3 separate regions of the Rattus norvegicus genome follow, and regions 2 and 3 are each linked to region 1. Evidence: chromatin contacts called from public Hi-C and HiChIP or PLAC-seq data. All regions are on one chromosome and are shown on one strand. Each heading gives the region's core, a stretch centred on a gene start, on an enhancer-like site or on the middle of the called end of the contact. The rest is flanking DNA. Distances are from core to core; before and after follow the strand shown.

What was found. Hi-C and Micro-C count contacts between places; a contact is called where the count stands out from the background. HiChIP or PLAC-seq counts read pairs in DNA pulled down with a chosen protein or histone mark.
Region 2: a contact with region 1 is called in an H3K27ac HiChIP or PLAC-seq map of oligodendrocytes, with 7 times the contacts expected there. The contact joins the promoter of Tasor here to the promoter of Appl1 in region 1. A contact is called at or near these places in 1 of 12 Hi-C or Micro-C datasets (frontal cortex) and 1 of 1 datasets of contacts at active chromatin or transcription factors (oligodendrocytes).
Region 3: a contact with region 1 is called in a Hi-C map of frontal cortex, with 2.2 times the contacts expected there. The contact joins the promoter of Arhgef3 here to the promoter of Appl1 in region 1. A contact is called at or near these places in 2 of 12 Hi-C or Micro-C datasets (the A7r5 cell line and frontal cortex).

What each region holds. Positions count from the first base shown.
Region 1 is chr16:2,171,969-2,174,715 of GRCr8, reverse strand. Appl1 (adaptor protein, phosphotyrosine interacting with PH domain and leucine zipper 1) reads left to right here and starts at 1,320. Exons shown (of 22, transcript NM_001399084.1): 1 at 1,320-1,440. The coding sequence starts at 1,387.
Region 2 is chr16:2,612,076-2,614,822 of GRCr8, reverse strand. Tasor (transcription activation suppressor) reads right to left here and starts at 1,315. Exons shown (of 24, transcript NM_001427354.1): 1 at 728-1,315. The coding sequence starts at 1,070.
Region 3 is chr16:2,517,799-2,520,545 of GRCr8, reverse strand. It overlaps Arhgef3 (Rho guanine nucleotide exchange factor 3), which reads right to left and starts at 1,335. Exons shown (of 10, transcript NM_001106061.1): 1 at 1,122-1,335. The coding sequence starts at 1,214.

The sequences.
Region 1 (2,747 bases), core at 71-2,570:
TAAGGATCTCTTCAGGAGGGTGCCTGTTTGATAGAGAATTTAAGGGGCAAGTTCTCATAAAAGGATCATATCACTGAAGATAGTTCTGTGGAACTATATAATTGAAGTCTATCATAACACTCCTGAAACATAGTTTTTAATCTTTCAAGAGATCATGGGGGAAAATCGGGTAACTTTAATCTCAAACATGCAGCCTCATCTTTATTACCATATTTGGATTTGCTCCAGGGTCTGGATTTGGTTCAGAGCAGCTGGAGAGCCAGGAGGCTAATACCCCTCTCTCAGCATATCATACTTTTTGAATGATAGTGGAACGGACTGGTGAATTAATGGGGAGATTTTTTTTGGAGGGGGGAATGTTAGTGATTTTTGTCATTTTCCCCCTGTGTATCGATAAACACTACAGAAAAATAAAAAAAAAAAAAGTGTGAAGCAGGAGAAAAGGGTCCATCAAGGCTGAATCCATAAAACACAACAAAACAAAACAGGCCAAATCTCCAACTGTGTGTGAATTTCACTCTACAGTCAAGGAAACCATAGAAGCTATTTGAGTCTCTTCCATAACTTTTTGGTGAAACAGAAATGCCAGTCGGTTTGTGAGAGAAGCGTTTAACAATGGAGGTAAGTCCTCCAGTAACTGTATCTTTTAAATTTTCATTTAGAAAAAAGTTTTCCTTTGTGATCTACAAGAAATAGGGTGATCGTATTTTCAGCACTGTCAAACTTCAAGGCCAGGTAAGAACTAATGAACTGTCAACAAAATCAAGGGTTTTAAACTGATGCTGATAGCCGGGTGTCCAGGAAAAAAAAACAAAACGGTTTACTACTACTACAAATTAAGGTAAAGCCTGTTAATGACACAATTGCTGATTTCACAGATTTGTATGTAAGCACCACTTGACAGGAGTTAAGACTGAAAACTTCGAGCAGGTTTGGGAAGGTTATGGCGCCAGGCGTTGGGGTTTTTCTATGGCTGCTGATGAAATACGGTGCAGGTCCCCTCGAGCCGTAGTCAGTCCAGGCTCAGGTTAGCGGTGCGCCGGCGTGATTCAGACTACGTGCTCAAATACGCGCGCCCGACGATGGAGGTAGACGCTCGCACACAGCACGGTCCGCGCGACCACTGGTCAGTGGAGAGCCCGCGGTCGGGGAGGAATTCCCGGCCAGCCCCGTAGCAGTGACCGGCGTCGCAGCGATCCAATGGTGCGCTGGAGGCGGGGCTGCTGGGCATAGGGGGGCGGGATTTCCCGCGCGGCGGCCGCTGAGCTCGGGGCTGGGGCGGCGGCGCCTGCGAGAGGGCGGACCGGGTCAGCTGCTACAGGCGGGGCCGTGCGCGGAGCTGTGGGCGGCTGCCGAGTGTCCTGCCGCCGCCCAGCCTTCGCCACGATGCCGGGGATCGACAAGCTGCCCATTGAAGAGACCCTGGAGGACAGTCCGCAGGTGAGGCGCGGGCGGCGGCTGAGGACAGCGCGCGGCCTAGCGCGGGCTTGGAGCCTCAGGTGCCCGCGGCCCAGGTGGACGCCGCCGTTCTGGGTCGCTGTCTGCCGGGGCCGCGCCCTACATTCCCGGGTCGGGCTAGAGGCCCGCGCGTGCTCGCGCGGCTGGGCCACGGGCGGGGCGGAGACCCGGCGGCCGCCGCTGTCTCTGGTGGGGCCTGGCGCTTGAGTCCGCGCCGAGTCTCCTCTGCATTTCACGGGAGGTGCTGTTTTTATCGCGATGATAGGATGTGAGATAAGTCCTGGTCGTGGCGTTTTCAAAGGAGGCCCGGCATTCGGGGGACCGCAGTGGCTAGTTTTCTTAGGAAGGGGCTGCGAGCAGGAGTGTGCAACGCCGGGTGGACGCAGGAGTGCGCTCCTTGCTTCCCGTCTTGTATCGGTGCCCGAGTCTCAGGCTGGTGACTGTCACTTGAGCTGTGCACCGCGGGTGACGGAAGGCGCCTACGCTGCTTCGAGGAGGCTGAGGCTTTGGGTAGCAGATTTGGCCCGAATAAATTCGTCAAAATGAAAGCCCCGTTTTTGTGTGTTAGAGATGATGCTGGTGTGCTTGCTCTGGCTGAAGACAATTTGTATTTCTTTTTCTGTACTGAATGAGATCAATTGTGTTTTAAAGGGTGTTGGGGCCTCTAACTTGTGTAAACTTCATCCTTATGCCAACCTTTATATATAGCGAGAGATATAAAACAATGTTGCTGGTAGATTTTTTAAAATATTACTTGCTGAGAAATACATACTTCATATGCATTTGTAGTTTAATATGCGCCCCTCCAACCAAAAAGAAAAAGGAAAAGAAAAGGGCTAGCGTTTGTTTTCCTGGATGGCACTTTTGCCGTGGATTTTGTGCCACTTTTGATTTCCAAGTTGAAATTGCGCTCAGATTGTAGAATTGATTTATTCTTTTCTCTGAAGGCTATCTTTATAGGCCAGTTGCTTGAAGGGATTCTTATCAGACTGTGAAAAAGAGAAGCCACGTTTTGGGTTATCTCGTAGTTTAAATTGTGCTTAGTGATTTTCTCAGTGTAAAGTCTTAAGATATATTTATTTCAGATGATCTGCTGCAATTTTGTGGTTGTATTGGTCAGAATTTTATCGTTTTCCTTTTTAAGAATTAAGACTCAGTACGCTGTCTGAACTAATTTTTCCCAGCTGACTTTTTATAGCTCAATAAAGACTATAAAGAGAATGGGTTACACAGTGCCCTATCTATGACTTTTGATGTAGAGACAGCCCTGAATTTTCAGTGTAAGTAGT
Region 2 (2,747 bases), core at 66-2,565, 440 kb before region 1:
CTACTCTAAGGGGGAAAAAAGTGTTGTACGTTTTACAATATGGGCACTAAGATCTCAAAAAGTAAGCAACTAACCCAACTGTTCCTATAATCGATTTAAGAAACTAATAAGAGTAAGACTAGGCTTGGAGTGATACAGAAGAAACCTACGTACGCTAATGCTTTTCCAAACAACTACATGGAAATGAAGTGTGATGGAAAACTGTGCATGGAGATTTTTCTAAATAAGAGAAGACGCTGACATCGAGCACATTTCAAGTAGACACACAGAGCTGAAGAATTTCCTCAGTGAGAAACACTTGTCCTTAGAACGCAATGGCCTTGGAGAAAGCCTCAGAATCCATGGCTACAGGCTATTTCCACAAGCAGACTTCTCAGAAGCATCTTTAGGAGACCACGGTCAGCTTCTCTGCCTTCAGGGCTTGGGGAAAGAGGGGCACGGAGCACCATCTTTCCTCTCGGGGAGCTGCAGCCTTATGGAAACGCTTCAAACCTTAGCTACTTCCAGCTTCCACGGGGAGAGGGGGAGCGGCGGAGCGTGGTTCCACCCTATCCTCTCGCACCAAGGGCGGCTGGGCGGCCGTGGCAGTGAGGGGAAGAGGCGGCTGGCGCTTGCGTGCGTGTTTACGTGTCTCGGATGGGGGTGGGAAGAGGAGACAGAGAGGTCCTAATGAAAGATGGAGGGGGAGGGAAGAGAGAGAGGGGTTGGGAGGAAGGGGAGGCACCACCTTTCTTTTCTCTGCTCTTCCTGGGGATCTGAAAACTCCGCCTAAAAGGCCTTTCCGGCTCTTCGGCGCCTTTGGGCAGAGAGGCCGCGGCCGCCTCGGACTTGTTCTGAAGCGGCTCGTGGCCGTGGCTCCGAGCGGCTTCGGCTGCCGCCGTCTCCTCAGGCCCCGCGCCGCCGCCGCGGCCGCCGAGCTCCGCGGTGGAGAAGACGCCGCCATTTTGTAGGGAGGACTCAAGCTCCGGAAGGGCTGGCTTCATCCCGTCGTCTCCGCCGCCGCCGCCGCCGCCACCGTTTTCCCAGCTCGTGTCCGTCGAAGAGGCCTCCGTCTCCGCAGCAGTCGCCATCGCGCGGGCGTGAGGCGCTCCAGGGAGCTTCCGCCCACAAGGTCGACGGGCGTGGGGGGGAAGGGCGGCGGGCCAGGCCACCGAGCTCCTCTCGGCCCACCCGGCCCCTCCGCCCCCGGGGGCCGCACTCCAGCCACAGAGACGCCTTTTAACCGCCACCGCGGCTCTAAGCGTGCCTCTCGCCCCGGGAGCCGCCCCGGACTCGGGCGGCTTTTCAACCGGCCCCGGCTACCCAACGTGCTCGCGTCGGGCCCGGGAGGGGGCGGAGCCTCGGCTTGCCCGCTCTACCAATAGGAACGCAGCGCCCACCTCCGCGAATGCAGATAGACCGTTCCAGGGGGCGGAGCCTCGCGATGCGGAGCCCGCCAAAAGAGGAGACTGCCACGCCCGGGGAAAGCGTCGACGCTATCGCTTCAGACTGAAGGCCCGGGCCTGGCTGCATTCTGCAGATTCCTAGGCCCTGCCCTGTCCCTACTGCGTTTGATGGAGGCAAGCCCAGAGAGGTCTTCCAGACAGTGCTTTTGCAAGCGAGTGCCTTCTCGCCTCCCAAGTTCTGTGGACCAAACTCGGCAGATAATTGGCAGATTCTGGTTTTGTGACGTACTCATCAGTCTGCACTGAGCTGCTCTTCCAAACGACCAGGGTTCAATTCCCAGCATACATACGACAACAAAACCAGATGTTAGTCACTTCAGAAGATCCACATCCTTTTCTGGCCTCGGTGGGCACTAGGCATACATGTAGTACTCTATCATAAATGCATGCGAAACACCTATAAACCTATAAAGCCTATAAACACGTAAGATCTGAAGTAAGAAGAGATAAGAAAATGGCCTCCAGCGATAAGCACCGTGATAACATTCCATTCCCTCCAGACTTTCTGCCTTCCCAGTAGATCACGTGCACTGGCCGTGCTCCAGTCCGTAGCACTACCTAAGCAAACATTGAATAATTGGGATTCTTCCACATAATTTACAACCTAATGATGAGGGGAGGCATGCGTACTTGCACACGCATGCCACCACCTAGAAGAAAGCAACTCGATAGTGAAATGAAAGAAGGGCATTTCAATAGTTTCTTCCTAGGTAAGGGGTCCTGAGTTACCATCAATAGAGACACATTCTCAAAACAGACACCAAAGAGATGCCTTTGCACAATTTAATGTTGAAACTTGGACAAATTGAGATGACAAAAGCCAGGTCTAATTCCAACCAAAGTATTTACACTGCCTAGGGCCTAATTTCCAAGCAGCTCTGCCCTAAAGCATTGATGAAGAAACACGGGATACATTTTACTCGAGATCTCTAAGCAGCAGTAGCAGCAGCCGGATGCCCCAGATCTTTGTCCCCTTTGAAGAAGGAATTGTTAGGCCAAGAAAATAAGCTGCAAGCCATAGAGCCACAGCCTCTGTCAAGTGACTGGTACTAAAAGAGCTTTCCAAGACCAGCGAGGATCTAGGCTGAGCATCCCTTGATTGAGATCGGGAGGTGGGTCCCAGGTTGAAGTGTAAAACCTGCACTTCTGTGAATCAAATCAAGGAAAAGTGTATAATGAGTCATTAGTAAACAGTTAAGGTAGATGCTCAGGATTTAGTTGAGCTCACTGTCAAGCGTACACAAAGTTCCCCAGCACCACATGAACCGAGAGCGTGGTGGCACACCCCCAGGGAGGTAGAAG
Region 3 (2,747 bases), core at 86-2,585, 350 kb before region 1:
GCAAGGAGGCACTGTTGGAGGAAATGAATCTCCAAATACACCTATACAGAATTCAGAGTCAAGGGCACACACTGAGCAGACAGACCTACATGTGTCGCATAGGTGGAACCAACCGTGCAGTGACTGGGCGGGACACACATCTGCCTCCAGCACCACCACTGCCCACCCGCCCCCCCCCCCCCGTCTTGGTGGTTCTCAGAGTGAGGCAGAGGAAAGTGGAGAACACACACACACACACACACACACACACACACACACACACACACACACGGGGGGGGGGGATGATTAGCTGGTGCTATAGACGCCACCACAGCAAGGCTAGGATCTGATAAGGCAACTGTCTTCTCTAAAACCCTGAAAAAGTACGAGAATAGTCTTCTCCCCCAGCTTAACCTACTAACTCTTTTAAGGGCAGTCAGCAACTTGCCAGAGACAGAGCACACGGGGGCGGGAGGGGAAAGCTTAAGAAAACCAAACTGAGAGGACTCCCTCAATTACCCAAGGGCACTGCCTCTCTCCCTGCGCCCAAGTTCCCAGAAAGGGAACTGTTTCTAGTCTTTAAGACAGCGAATTCACCAGCGTATAGCTCATTTTCAGCCTCAATTACTCTTTTAGCTTAGACCCAAAATGAACGACACTCTTCCTCCAACCTCCTTTATTGGTTACTTTTGACAAGTAAAGGTGCTCTGTCCTGCCCTTGCTCTCAAACAGCTACAAAACCAAGTGTGTCTGGTGAGATATCTGAACCGGTCTCAAAGAACTTAGGCTCTCTTAACCCCGACCGAGGACGGGGACACATTGCTTTACGAGGGGCTCTTCCTGACACCCAGGCCTCCCTAACAGGGCAGCGGTAGGTAGATGCCTTTGCGGGCTCTAGACAGAGACTGGAGTTCTGTCTGCCGGACTCTCCAGTAGGAGAGAGGCAGCGTCAGGAAACTGCGGTTCCCGGGCGCAGGGAGAGAGGGGCAGGGATAGAGGAGCCAAGAGAAGGCGAGAGGGAGCATTTGAAGGGGCGATCCGGAGAAGCGCAGCACTCCGGGGAGATGGAGAGAAAGTGTGCGGTATACAAGGTGAGGTGGCGGAGAAGCCCGAGGTGCAGGTGTGTGGAGGGCGCGTCCTACCTCGTCCTTGGCCACCCCGCTGCCCAGGGGCGCCTCCAAGCTGCAGTTTGCCCTCTTGACAGTGAGGTAGAAGGGGTAATCCTTGGCCACCATGGCAGCTGCCGGGCCTGCCCTTTGCGATGTCACCGCTGATCCCAGGCGACAACAAAAATCCCGGGTAAAAGAGGGCCCGAGCTCCACGATGCCGGCGGCGGCGACGCGAACACCTACAACGGCTTCTAGCAGGCTGGACCTGATGCCTGGCTCCACCGGGAGGGCGGGCCGCTGTAAGCCACGCCCACGGAGGGAGGGCGGATGGGCGGGACTAGAGAGGACCACCCCGCCCTCCTAGGAACGCCAGGTGCGGACGTGTAGACGCCTCGTGGGGCTGGGGCGGTTCTGCCAACTTTGGGGACCTCAGGGAACACGCGCGTTGAGCCACCAGACCCCAGGCAACTCCATTCGTGGAAGAACAGTTTGTAGCAAGGAGGCCCGGGAGCGAGGGGGCAAGGCCCAAGCCAGAATCATTTTGAGGCGTAGGCGGGGTGTGTGCAGGGTTTCTCTACATAGCCCTGGCGGTCCTTTTTTAAAAGTGAGCGTTAGTAGGGTAAAAGCAGTCCAAACAGTTAAATGCGCCCACTTTAAGTGTGCAGTTCAAAAAGCACCGCGTAACCAACCTCCACAGCCGAGAGACAAATACTTTCCACCACATATGGAGTCCCCTCTAACCATCCTCTTCCCCCTCCCACGTGCCTACACTCACGCCCCTACACCCACGCTGGACTGATTCAGTCTGTTTCCAGTCTAAAGCAAAGATCACGTTTTGGGGGATCTTTTCTAAGGGAAACACTGACGTTGTAAATGCCCAAGAAGCAATTAAAAGGGCGTTGCTGCAGCCCTGACCAGTCAGTAAAAAACAAACAAACAAACAAAAAACTAGAAACAATGGCAACGGTCTTTGGTAAGAGTACTTTAAGTAAACTTTTCTAATTATAGAACACCACCCCATAGCGATCAGAAAGGAGATGGGTCTATGGGTGGGGCACTGAAAGATCTCCTTGATGCTGGCCTCAGTTCGAAAAGTAAAAGGCTGGCCTTTTGAAGAATAGTTAGCAAGTGTGGGGCTCTGAGTTCAGTTCCTGCATCCAAAATATAACAGTGCGGAATCAAAGCAGTAGAACAGTCTGTGATCAAAACACATCTACAAAAGAATACTTTCCTTCTTCCTTCTCTTTCTTTGCTTCTTTGTTTCTTTGTTTCTTTCTTGATATTTTCTATAAAGACATACTTGTAGGTCAACAACATTTAATGTCTAGAAAAATCTGAGACAAACTTACACTGTCCCTGGTGGCAGAGGAGAAGAAACATCTGAGATAGAAAAGGTAGTGATAGTCAACAAAGAGGCTTTACAGTTACAGTAACAATTTTCAACGTCTTAAAAGAAAACTATGTTCGCATGTCACCCAGGGGAAAGAAGAAATTAATTTTCTTAAAGTTATCATTTCCTCCAAATAACATTTCTTGTAAACTTCCCTGTAGTATCTTTCCATCCTCCAGTGAATGGCCTCGTACAGCAAGTGCTGTTACAGGGAGCTACCGAGTCTTGTTTTTGCTGTTGGGGTGTGAGGGAGGCAGTGTGATGGAGAA